Linked DNA regions of Rattus norvegicus: region 1 is linked to region 2. A link is a contact called in public Hi-C data. All regions are on one chromosome and are shown on one strand. Each heading gives the region's core, a stretch centred on a gene start, on an enhancer-like site or on the middle of the called end of the contact. The rest is flanking DNA. Distances are from core to core; before and after follow the strand shown. Region 1 overlaps LOC134483695 (a long non-coding RNA gene). Region 2 holds the start of Gnao1 (G protein subunit alpha o1).

Evidence for each region. Hi-C and Micro-C count contacts between places; a contact is called where the count stands out from the background.
Region 1: a Hi-C map of frontal cortex shows a contact between it and region 2, with 2.7 times the contacts expected there. The contact joins the enhancer-like site here to the promoter of Gnao1 in region 2. A contact is called at or near these places in 2 of 12 Hi-C or Micro-C datasets (frontal cortex and prefrontal cortex) and 1 of 1 datasets of contacts at active chromatin or transcription factors (oligodendrocytes).

What each region holds. Positions count from the first base shown.
Region 1 is chr19:11,437,818-11,444,215 of GRCr8, forward strand. LOC134483695 (a long non-coding RNA gene) reads left to right here. Exons shown (of 2, transcript XR_010060579.1): 1 at 1-5,032; 2 at 5,548-6,398. It also overlaps a transcript of Ces5a not described here. Among named protein-coding and RNA genes, the nearest start is that of Ces5a, 34 kb to the right of the region's middle. Within about 2 kb of position 2,529, at least 67 of the 93 cell types and tissues checked have an H3K27ac peak or open chromatin away from gene starts, as enhancers often do. A contact at or near this core is called in prefrontal cortex, where this site is marked.
Region 2 is chr19:11,196,115-11,202,855 of GRCr8, forward strand. Gnao1 (G protein subunit alpha o1) reads right to left here and starts at 2,323. Exons shown (of 8, transcript NM_001414910.1): 1 at 1,460-2,323; 2 at 1,220-1,262. The coding sequence starts at 1,577. It also overlaps a transcript of Ces5a not described here.

The sequences.
Region 1 (6,398 bases), core at 1,279-3,778, 240 kb after region 2:
TGGTGAGGGGACTTAGTCTAAGAAACATAAATCAGCAGCCGTGATGGAATGTCACTTTTAAGACCAGGTTATAAAAGGATTGAATTGTGGCTTCCGTCCTCATGAGTCTTCCTACTGTATTAGTTTCATGCTCTGAGGCCAGCCAGCTCTCCATTTGTTAGCTGATTCTTTATGGGCCCACCTAACAAGATATTGAGGTAGACCCGTGGCCTGTGGTGGATCTGAGTAAGAATCTGAAATCTATAGTCCAAAGACCACTTAGGACCTGAAACCTGCCAATTGCCACGTAGGCTAGTTTGGAAGCGAAATTTCCCTCTGTCTACATTCAGATGAGATCATAGCTCAAAGCAACAGCTTGTCTCAGAAAACAACTTGAGCTCAAGGGCCCCCAGAGGGAGCCATCCAAATTCCAGACTCACGGAAATTGTGATACATCAAACAAGTATTGTTATAAACTATTATCTATCAGAAGACATTTTCTGTAACAGATTAGTATTTGTAGTGGTCTCTGTGACCACCCAGGATAGCAAAGTGACATTCTAGAGGAGGCAAGAAGACAGTTTGGTTTGTTACAACTAAGTGGCTGGCATTATTTTAACTTGGTGATAACTCAGTTCTGTGTGCACAACAAGGCACAAAATAAGCTAAATAAAGATTGTATACAATGACATCAAAACTCTTTGTAGGAATAAGTGGCCTTCCATAACGGTGGGTTCTGGAGCTTGACTACACACGACACCTTCCACAATGATGAATTCTATAGATCGAGAAAAACAAACTTACAATAAGGGTCTGAGGGAGAATCTGGTGTGGTCTTGTCCACAGACAATGTATAACCCAGCCTTTTGGGCAGAGCACAGGCTATTCTGTCCTTTCTGTGAGCATAATGACCTCTGTGCCTCCTATAATTGGGCATTGAGGTCTGCCATACAAAGGAAAAAGCGGGCAATGTGGAGAGTTAGTGCTGGGGCAAGTCTGATGGCAGAGTGCTCAAGTGGAAGGCTTTCGAGTCCTGTTTGGGTTAGTTGATGGAGACCGTTTCACTGTAATGGGTTAGTCGATGGAGACACTTTCTTGGTGTGGCCTGACTTTAAAAAAAAAAATCCACCTTTTAGCCATTCAACCAAGACTCCTCCCAGGTAGTAGTTATCTACAGAGGGAGAGGATTCATGGCTGCACAAGCACGTATTTTGTTTAACTTTTTAGTAAAATGTTAACAGTCAGTCCTGGCGTACTATAGGAGCACCTGGAAAGTCTTTCTGGCAGAGTGAATGGAGGCTCCCAGGAGATCTCAATGCAGAATGGCCAGCTGCCTGAGGAGAAGGTTATTTTGAGTTCATTTCCTAATCCCACCCTCTCCTGACCTTTTCCTGTTCTTCCTACTCTTTCCTTCCCTGACCTGCCTCCTCTCTGGCTTCTCTCTTCCTCAACTTCTCTCCATTCTCCTTAGAGGCCTTTCTCTTACCAACTCTAGTCCTCCCTTCCCCTCTCCCCTTCTCCCCTCCACTCTCTCCTCATGTCCTGCTCTTTTCTCCCTCTCTCCTTCCTCTCTCTTCCTCCTTCCCTGGCTTATGATGAAAGGCCTCTTCAGCCTCCATACTGATGAATTATGCAAACCGTTCCAGCGGGTGTGCCTGGCATCCAATTAAGTCCTTGGCTAGGTTGATAACACAGACAGATTAAAATGTAATTCATTGGGCTTGACATTTAGGCCCCAGTATGAGTGGCAGGGAAGAGAAACAACACCCTCGGGTACTTTGTTTGCATTTTGAGAGGGGGGCTCTGGGTTACCTGTGCTTGCTTAGCTAATGCTGGCTTAGAGTAGTGAGTTTTCCCACTGTGTTTGTGGTAGGTCAAGGGACTGCGGGAAGGCCCATGATGGGCTTTCAGCTGAAGCAGACTTGCTTTTTTTTCTTGTTCCCTCTAGACTTTTAATTTGGAAATAATTTGAGAATTACACAAGAGTAGCAATCATAGCACAGCGAGTCCCCATCTCCTTCCCTGAGCTTTTGCTGATGCTCACGTCTTATGTAACCACGGAACAGCGATCAAAGCAAAGAAATTAACATGGGCACAATCCCATTAACTAAGCTACTGATGTGTTTTGGATTTCACCCAGTTTCTCACTAAGATCTTTTTTTTTTTTTTCTCCTGCTCTAGGATCCAGGCCAGGACCTTACATTCCACAGCGGCCTTTTGTGATCTTGATTCCCTAGGGAGAACAGTTCCTCCTCAATCCTCAAGCCAGTGGCTCTCATACATCATAATTGTACCAGCGATTTTGCTTAAAGGGCACATCCTTCAGTAGACATCCCAATTGGGAAGTCTTTGCTACAGGCTTGGCATCTTTATCCTTAACAAGCAGCCCACAGAGAGATGGCGACCCTGCCCTGCCCCCAAGCACAGTTGTCTAGTCTCAGGGCTCTCAGTTTCTTTGCCAATTCCCTTGTCACCAGCGCCATGTGGCGTTCCTCGTCTTTTGGCTTAGCCTTAGGATAAAGCTGTGTTCTCACCGTGCATCATCACCCCTGGCAAGATCTAGAGGGCAGGGGCTCAGATTGCATGCATTTCCCCCTTTCCACTACTGAGATGACTAATAGTTGGCCTGAGCAAAATCCCCATGCAAGTCCTACTTGGAGAGGCCGGCAACTGGGACCTCTGTGTCTGGACAGAAATCTCCATGTTGCCCTTTAATCCATAGAATAACCCTGCAAGGAAATAAGGGTTCTTTTCATTTTATAGAGCAGTCCTAGGAAAGACAATATAAGAAGTGTGATTAAATTTGGACTTTAGTATAGGAACATATTTATGTTTTAATATTTTTATTAACACTGAAAGGTCAAATGTAGCTGAACCTCCTATTTTTATCTTTAGTCTCAACTAAGTAATGACCTGTGACTTAGAGACTGTAGATAAACTCAGACTTGGATGTGATGGTAATGGCTATAGCAAGAGGAACCCTTGTGCTTGTCTGTCCAATGTCTGTCTTAACTGGGAGGCCACAAGTAACAGGATGTGAGGACCATCTGTTTTTGTCCCTCACCGTTTCTCCAGAGTATGGTACAATAGGGCAGTGGGGACTTAATAAATATTTGCTGCATAAATAAATGGTCATATGCATGAGTGCTTATACAAGTGAACATATAAATGAATGGCTATGGGCATGAATATATATATACACATATATATATGCATATATATACACATGTATATGTATGTATATATATGTGAGTGTATAATCACATGCATGTATGTAATGTATGATGGCTACAGGCACTATACACATACACCACAAGGATGTACAAATGAATGGCAACAGACATGAGTGTATAAGTGAGTAACCACATGTATATGTATTATGTTAGTATATATATATATATATATATATATATATATATATATGAGCTATCAATAGGTGACTGCAGATGTGAGTGTACAAGTGAGTGCATAAAAGAGGGCTCCATGCACAAATATGTAGACGAGTAGTTAATAATAAATGCTACACACATGCTCAGAAGGACTTGCTCCTGCACTGATGGTGGTTAGACAGGTAAGCTGACTAGGAGTTGGAGGTCTGACCTGTCTCCAGAGACTGTATACCCCGTGAGCATGGGCTATGAACCAGTTCCTCATCTTCGTGCTTAGCACCTCTGCTTTCTCAGCTGTGAAATGCTGTCTCCTCTGTAGCTAAGCTTCTCTGGTCTATGACCTTGCTTCCTTAACCCCACCCTCTTGAATGGGTTAAAAATGAGGATAAAAGAGGCTCACTGCTGGCTCCTAGATATTTCTTCCCACTTTGCTATTTCTTCTCTCCTTTCTTCTGCTCATCTCTCCTATCCCATGACAATGTTTTGAGCACCCCTTTTGCGCTTGGCCTTTCAGTTTTGTTTATTTCTTTTTGTTTGCTGCTGTTGTTGTTTTCCTTGAATGCCCCCTTCCACATTGTCAGATGGATCCGAAGCCTGGAGGGGCTGGCATAATGTGGTTCCTTGCAGACCAGGGAAGACATCGGGAGCGACTGGAATCTTTTAAAATAGACCTGTTGTCGTTGTCGTCGCTGGAATGTATTTTTAGCCCTGTGAGAGATTGGCATACTCTCTCTACCACCATCTGCCAAAGGCAGTTGCTAGGCAACTGACACTGACGACAGCAAGGGGAGGATCTGGGGACTCTAGTGGCTCAGTCCTTCTGCACTGTCTAGTTCTTACATGACAACAGTCTGGCCCAAGAGAATAAACACTCCTAACCTGGGAGAGTACAATTCAACTCAGTTCAAGGTTCCTGAGCTGAGTCCAGAGGGGACTGCCCAGGCAACAAGGACAGTGGCAACCAAGGTCTCTTTGTTGCCCAGGCAACAAGAATAGTGGGAACTGATGTCTTTTTGGTAGGCAGAGATTTTATTTAGAAAGGTCAGGTGCTGTCGCACTCACTGAGCCAATATAGCACAGCCTCAGCTCTCACAGCACTGTAGGGATGGGCCTGAGCTGGACATGGTCTATTGGCAAATGGTCAGTCTAGAGCAGGAGCCCTGGAATGAAGCAGGAGGCAGATGGCTGGGGTTCCTGGGCTCTCACCCAATTTGGTTTATTTTTCTCTGTGTGAGTTGTCTGCCTTTCTCTGGACTCTAGTTGTCTCCTATCCAAAGTTAGGGTGTTGAACCAGGTAGAACACATCCATATAAAAGAAGGCAAAACAATCACAGAGCAAGGATCCATTAACAAGGCTTGGCATCAGATCTTCACTCTACCTCTTATGGCTTGTTTGTGAGTTCAGGGAAGCCTCAAAGACACAGTCTCTTCTGTGAAAGACAGACTTGTTCTTATTATTCTTTGAGAATTCAGAAAATAGTACTTTGATTTAGGTGTATATTGCAGCACAGAAAATAGGTAGATATCAATAAATTTCAAAGCAGAGAAGGTAAATCTTCTATAATCACCTATCCTCTTTCTTATTAACAGACTTAAATCTGGGAATGACTCCAGCCTTCCGTGTAACAAAATTTTCACCAAAGACTGCTGAAGAAATGAGAAGGGTACCCCTGCTATTTTATGCATTTTTAGGAAAACTGCTTTTCTTAGAGTTCCTTATAAACCAGGGCACAGCTATGCCTGGAACACCCACTTATGAAGCAAAGTGGGAGGCAGTGCTAGGGATGTAGACGAGACGGCAGAGCAAGAAGATGGCAGGAACCTGGGATGTGCCGGGCTTAGTACAGATCCCTCCACTCATGGAGGAGGGAGTGAAGTATTGTGTGAGGGGCCTGCGCACTGGTGGGTGAACTGGGAAGGTGTGTTACCAAGTAGGTATCACAGAGGATGGGCAGAGGTGTGTTCTATAGGGAGTCTCTGAGAGTTGGGGAGCATCTGGCTCTAATTGCTGCCCAAGGGGTGGGGAACTGGGGCAATGCTACCCTGACACTCATGAATTCCTGCGAGCAGCTGTTCTCTGGCACCTCCAGGCTTCTATGCTGTGGGCAGAGTGAGTACCAGTAGCCCAAAGGCATTCCCCTATGAATCTCCCAGCGTATACAGTCCTTCCATTTTTTAGTATGGTGATACGGAGCTCAGAGAAAGAATCAGCTTGCTCAAATACTAGAAGACATAACAGAATCCATATTTCCTGACCTCACCCAGGTGAACAGTGCAGCCAACACAGAGGTAAGTGAGTCCACAGGGGTACATGATGCCTTTCACTCTTCTTGAGATAGCTGTAGCTGCTCTCTGCTCTATCCCAGTGCTCCTTCCAATCGCTCTGGTATCTGGTATCTCCACTCGTTGTTTGATTTGGCTTAGTTTCCAGGCACAGGTTGGTGTGATGATGGGAAGAGGGTTGAACTGCCTCTATAATCACTGTCCTGTTTCATGGGGAGAGCCTGGAGGGAAGATGCTTGACATCACTGCCTTCAGCTTTGCCTGCTTCCCCCAGTAGCTTTAGACATGTTGGAAAGTGTGAGGGCACTTCAGATAGGCTCCCAAGTTGCCTGCCATCCTCAGCATGGGATGGAAATAGAGGGCAGTGTTCTCATTGGTGAGAGGACAGGGTAGCTTTAGAATAAACTCGGGCAAATGAAAACTGTCCTTTCGATTTGGTTAGAATCCAAACACCTCTCCACTTCCTCTCCTAGGAAGACCTTGGATCAATGCTTGACCTTCTCCACGTGCTGTGGGAGAAACTAGAATGGTACAGGTCTACTCACTTGCCAGCCTGTGCCAGAACAATAGCTATACTTGACACAGCCACCCTTTGTTTGGCTTCCAGCAGAGCATGCTGGTGGCTCTGCCTCTAAGCCCTCCTCAGGCTGCTCTCAGTGCTAAGATCTGCCCGAGCTGATCCACCCAATGAGTAGTTTATAGTAACACCCTGATTAAATCAAAGCCTGATCTAGGCAGCTTTCCTCA
Region 2 (6,741 bases), core at 1,073-3,572:
AGCAACCTCTAATTAGGAGCTGTGTGTGCACGAAGGTGTCACAGCAAAGCGACATGGAATCCTCGCTAAACGGTCCTAACGAACTCCTCCGTCCCGAACTGACAGGCCAACGGAAGCAGGGCCAGGAGGCCCGGAAGGCATGCACGGGTTCCCTGCCAGCCACCCCTCCCCAGGCAAAGCTGCCTGTAGGCTCACTAGGAGCTGTGGAGTGGATGGGGCAAGAAGCAAGCCAGAGAAGGGGAAGGACGGGCGAGGCTCCTTATTGGGGGAAATGTGGAAAGGAAGGAATATCCCATTTTGTTTTAATTTTCAATCATCACTCAAATCCACCCCCAGTTAATTAGGAGGGGAAACTGATATCTAATGCAGAAGGGGGCGGTGGCAAGTAGGGCCTGAAATCCGCATTGAAAGTAGACTACAGGGAACCTGGCCTAAGTAGAGTGTAAATATAAGAATAAAGGCTACACAGCGACAGGAAACTGCGGGTGTCAGAAGAGCAAAGCCTGGAGGGTCAGGGAGGAGAGGGGCTGGAGGACAGATGAGACTTGCTTTCATTCAGCAACACAGACAGCCTCCCCCTTCCACCTCTGCCTTGGATGAGGCTGTGTCTGTCACATCCGCTTGGAAACCCACCCTTTCTCCCTAGTGCACGCCCCCTCCCCTAATCCTTGCTCGCTCTTGGGGGGAGAGGGTCTAAGCCACAGCTACCAGGAATTCAGCACCAAACTCATGAACAGCAAACACTGGATCCTCCACCCCAATCTGCTAGGGCTGGGTCCCCTCCATGTTTTAGTCAAGTTCAAAATCACTGCCTCGAGGGAAGCAGGGGGAAGTGGGATTCGAGAGGTGGGGTGGAGGAGGAGGGGAAAGAAAATGAGGCAGAGACAGAAATGGAGGCAGCAAAACACAAAATACTCCACAAGCAAGAGTTATGATCATAATCACGCTAATAGTGTGATGTTCTGATCAATATGGCGGACACTGTCATTCATACAACTAGAGGCGCTCCCCTTCCCTCCCCCAAAACACCGACCCCAGGAGTTGGGGTGGGGAACCCAGTACCAACGTAGGGAGTGGGGGAGGGGAGGCAAAACCGGGTCTCTTCTGTGTGAGCACGAATTAAAAACCAGGACCGGGGAGCAATTATGGTTGATCAAGATAATAAAAACGACATAAAATTATTAATAAAAGTACAAATCCCAATGCCATAGGGACTTACTTCATCTGCTTCACAATGGTGCTTTTTCCTGATTCTCCAGCCCCTGTTGGGACACAGAGAAGGGGGAAAACTGGTGAGTGTCAGCTCATAGAAATGGGAAGGGGGCTTCAAGGCATGCAAGGGGTGGGCGCTCCTGGGCACATGGTGGTGCCAACTCCGGGACCAGGTCTCCCGGGGCGCAAGTCGGGTAGGGAACTGTGGCCGGGGTCGAGGGGCGGGGGTGGCTACCGAGGTCCTTACCCAGCAGGAGTAATTTCACGTCTTTGGCGGCGCTGATGCCATCTTCTTTGAGATTTTTCTCAATCGCCTTGCTCCGCTCGAGGGCGGCTCTCTCCTCTGCGCTCAGAGTACATCCCATGGTGGCCCCTTCCCTGCCACAGCCCGCACGACTCGGCTGGCACGACTCCTCGGGTCGGCGCGCCCCCCACCCCCCCACAGAGCAGAGCCTGGGCTCAAAGGGGAGAAAATCACGATATCCTTTCCTTGGTTGGGAACAAAATTGTCGAAAGACCAGAATCCCCCCAAAAGGACAGCCTCTATCAAGATTCCAGCGGCGAAGATTAGCGGCGGCTGGCTGGGGTCTGGGGGTGTCGAGGTGAGGGTGGCCGGGGTCTGGGGCTCCGGAGCCGAGAGAGGAGGCGCCCGCGGGCCCGGGAGGCGCGGGTTGCAGGCACCGAGACTAGTGCACGACCCAAAATAAATAAAATAGGAGTCGAGGCTGGATCCGCAGCCGGAGCCGGCGGAGGGTGGGGTGGGGGGCAGGGTGGGTCCTTCTGCCGCGGCTGCCGGAGGCGGAGGAGGAGGCGGAGGCGGAGGCGGTGGCGGCGGCGGCGGCGCGGGGTGTGGAGGGAGTGAGTTAGGGGGTGCCGCTAGTGCATGTGCATCGCCGCTCCTCGGCCGTCGGTGCGTCCGCGGCGCCTTCTCCGACCCCCGCGCGCAGGGCAGGGCTGGGCAGAGGGCCGGGCCGGGGGTGAGGGGTGCAGATCTCTAGCTGGAGGCGGCGTCGCCGGGGCCCAGAACTCGCATCGCTCGGCGGAGCGGACAGGAGACAGGGAGAGCGCGAGAGAGCCGCGGCCAGCGGGGAGCGCGAGAAGAGGCGGGCAGGGAGGGCAGGGCACGCGCGCGTGCCGGGCCGGGCGGGAGGTGGGGGGGGGGGAGATGAGGCGAGCGCAGCGCGCGAGTGCGCTTGGTCCTGCGCAGCTCCTCCAGGCGCCCGCTGACGTCACAGGGCCGCGCGCCAGGGCCCGGGGGACGGCGCGGGCGGGGGCGGCGCGCATGCCCGCGGGACGCGTCAGCCGGCGGGCGCGCGCGCGCGCGAGGCGCCGCCCGCTCTCGGGTCCCCTCCCCCGCAGCTTCGGGAACGTGCGGGCTCGGGAGGGAGGGGCCTGGCGCCGGGCGCGCGCCTGCGCCCCACCCCGCCCCACCCTGGCGGGTCTCGCGCGCCCGGCCCGCCTCCTGTCAACCCCAGCGCGGCGGTCAGGTGGTCCCCAGCCCTTGGCCCCAGCCTCCAGCTTCCTGGTCCCTCGGGCTCTGAGTCCTGTCTCCGGCAGATCGCCTTTCTGATTGTTCTCCTGCGCAGCTGGAGGTGTATAGCCCCTAGCCGAGCTATGGTGCCTCAGCAGATGTGAGGAGGTAGTGGGTCAGGATAAACCCGCGCACTCCATAATAACGTGCCAGGGCTCAGTGACTTGGGTCTGCATTATGGAGCATCTAGTGTATACAGACTGGGCTCGCAGAGAGGAACGCAGCAGGCTGAGAAGAGGCACGGCCTGTTCCTCAGGAGTTTTTGCCTCCCTTAGCCAATGTGAGCCTTACCGCGAGATTCCCACAGCCTCTGTTGCTAGAGATGGTTACCATCCTAGGATGGCTTGATGCCAAAGGCCCAGGGACAGTGTTTCATGAGAGCCTCTTGCTCCCTTAAATTTTTCTCTATATGATGAACCGATGGTCTTGCTTGGTTCTCGAATTCTTGTATTCCCAGAACACAAACCGGTAAAAATGAATTCTTCAAAGGTTTTTGATGAGAGGTTTCTTCCTCCTTTCATCTTAAAATAACAAACTACTAGAAGAAATACACCCCATATCTTCTCAAATAGTCAGAAACCAGGGTCAGTTAATCAGCAAACAGCTAACCCAGCACTGGGGAAAACAGTAGACAGTTGCCAAAGATCGGTCATGTTCTGGGTGGTCTCTGAGAGTTTGAAGAATTAATCCTGACTGCACAAAATAGTTCTACAATAAGTTCCATCAGGCAGCCCCAGGGGCCTTCCTAGATAGAAGAGCCACAGGCAAGGCTGCCCAGGGAAAAGACAGGCAAGGGGCCAATGAAAAACATGGGTTTTTGTTTTTTTGTTTTTGTTTTTGTTTTTTTAACTGTTGGGCATTTCTGTGACTCCGAAAGGAAACTTATTTGCTTCATTTCAACAATGGGGAGAAAAACCCTATTTTGGAAATGTCACCCAGCAAAAAAAATTATTTGCAATTGGGGAAAATGGTAATTAAGACCCACCCAGAAGAAAATATTTTTCTCCTGCATATTTTTAAGTTTGGTGTTTCCCAATGTGGGTTTGTCTTACTCTACAAATGTCTGTGTCAAAAGTTATATGTAATATAATTGGAATATTTAAATTTGGGTCATATCCTACCTATCTTAGGAAACGAACAAAAGAATTCTACAGAGTTGTTTTATACCGCAAATAAATAATACCCCCTTCTCTATATTCTTTCCTGTTTGCATTGGGTGGGGATATTATTAGAAGATGAGGCTGGTTTGGCTTAAAAAATCAAGTATCACTAAAATTGTGCTTCCAGATCCAAAACAGAGCTCTCAGGCGCTCAACGTTCTGTGGACCTTGCTTCCTCCAGAGGTGGCTGGGGACAGGTGCACCGATCCACCATGAACCAGATTCAGGGAAAAAAAAAACCCACTGTTAGTTCTGCTGTTTGTACAAGACTGCGTTTGATGGACCGAAGGTAAGGATCAACCCGTTTTCACTGTGTACTGGCATGGGGCAGGGCGGCGGTGGCAGTGGTGGCGGTGGCAGCGGTGGCGGGGATACCCTATTAGATGTAGTTAGTGTTTGTTCCTGTCAAGTGACTTTCAAGTTCCTGGGTGCATTCTGATCGTGTTTGGGAAGATGAAGCCATCCTTGACTTCTAAGTGCCTGGCCTTCCTCCTTGCTGATATGGCAGAGGTATAAACTACTTTTTTTGAGTTTTTCTTCACTCCCCCAGTACCTATGAGAATCTACTGACTTCGTATGTAAGATTATGTTCCAGCACTGTAGATGGGTTTCAAATTTGCCTACCCTGTTTTCTTATTGTTACTGTTGTTGCTGTCGTCGTTGTTCTTATTCCTCCCCCTCTTCTTCTTTACCCTCTTCTTTTTCTCCTTTTCTGGGTCACCTTGCATCTTTGTGGCTGAGTTTCATAAAAGACTCATAATAATCCACTTCATCTGTACAGTGCTTTACAGCTTACGGAGCACTTTTACAAAAATTATCCCATACGATTCTCCCACATAAACCTCAGTTAGACGCTAGTGTGGGAAGCACCGTGGATGAGTGGAAAAAGCCCAGACTGGGAAGACAGATTGATAAGAGAAAACTTCGGAGGTGTCCTACATTTGATTACAAAAGGCCAGGGGATGTGAGAAAAGACAAATGGTGTGGGATGTTATTCGGTAACAAGATGTAGGCCCCAAAGAATGAAAGGCCATTTTTCTGTTCTTGATTGTACATCTAAAGCTTCGCTCAGAGCTGCTCTGACTGCCTAGGTACCAGCGAATGCTCCTTGCAGCATTAACCAATCCAGAGGCCTTGGCTTCTTCTCTAGTTGCTCTCCCATCACGAAGCCTTCATTGCTTCAGGTAAACCCTCCCTTATGATCCGTAGCCAGTGTAGACTCAATGTACGTAGTATGCATGGAACAACGTTTTCACTGTAAAGTCCTCTGCTCCTTTAGATACTCCCTTAGATACCCCATCTACCCCTTCGGCACGTGTAGAATTGGTCCCAGAACCTAGTCATTTATTTTTCTCCCTAGCCTCTTCAGTGGCTCGATAATCCCATTTATTTCCGAAAGTTCTTGCAAGGCCTTGCACATTTTGGTTTAATGAAATACAGTCTGGCACCCATTTTACAGATGAGCAAGCTGAGCCTCCACACAGAGACTTGAATAAATGATTAACGGTCAACAAACTCATTAATGAGTCATCGAGTCTTTGCAGTTTTGTAAACTGCACATTTTGGAAACAGCACATTATATACATACATAAAGCATTCTCAGGTCAGAAAGCCGAAATCTCAAACCCAAAGGTATAAGTAATAAAAAAAACCCTCCAACTATATTAAATTGATACACAATTAATTCCTGTGGGAACAAAGAAATGGCAGATCTAATATTAGGAGCTAGACCGGGACAGTTTCCCTTTGGTTTTGTTTTATATGATTCTCAGAATTGTATTTTTCTGATGAATTATTTTTTTTATCAGAAAACAGTTCTCACCCCACCCTTAGTCAAATGTTTATTGTGCTACGCACACACCGTGCATCATATTTCTGACCTTGAATATCTCACGTACTCTAGGAGAAAAACACTAGCCAAGGCTACATTAAGCTGCCTCCACTTCTAGACAATAGGGATCAGGAGGTAAAGAGGGTCTCCAGCTCTCAGTTACCCAGTGTGGGCTTTGGCTAGATACACTTGCTCTTTCTTCTCTTTTTTTTCCTGTGTCTCTAAAAGACAATCTCCCCAATTGATATTTTTTTCCCTGACATGTTTTTGTGCATGTCTCTCAGACCACCAGAGCCGTGGTTCTCAAATATTATTACCTATAGAATTACACGAGATGCTTTAAAGTTATATTTAAAATTTAAATTTAGATCCAAGAGTTCCATTTCTGGAATCCACTCAGTAAATCTGAGGTGGGACCTGAGGACCATGTTTATAAACACACTTTCTCCCTCAAGTGATTTCCCTTCTTTGTTGGGAAGCTTGCTGCTGGAATATAGGTTCTTACAAGGAAAATGGTTTTCTTTGTACCTGAAAAGGTCAAGAACAGATTTTGTCCATCAGTTGTCATAATATTTGTGTCGTAGTCAGGGTTTCTATTCCTGCACAAACATCACGACCAAGAAGCAAGTTGGGGAGGAAAGGGTTTATTCAGCTCACACTTCCACATGGCTGTTCATCACCAACGGAAGTCAGGACTGGAACTCAAGCAGGGCAGGAAGCAGGAGCTGATGCAGAGGCCATGGAGGGATGCTTCTTACTGGCTTGCTTCCCCTGGCTTGCTCAGCTTGCTCTCTTATAGAACCCAGGACCACCAGCCCAGGGACGGCACCACCCACAATGGGCTGGGCCCTCCCCCCTTGATCACTAATTGAGAAAATGCCTTACAGCTCGATCTCATGGAGACATTTCCTCAAGGGAGGCTCCTTTCTCTGTGATAACTCCAGCTTGTGTCAAGTTGACACACAAAACCAGCCAGTACAATTTGTCGACGAAAGTCACCTGTGTGA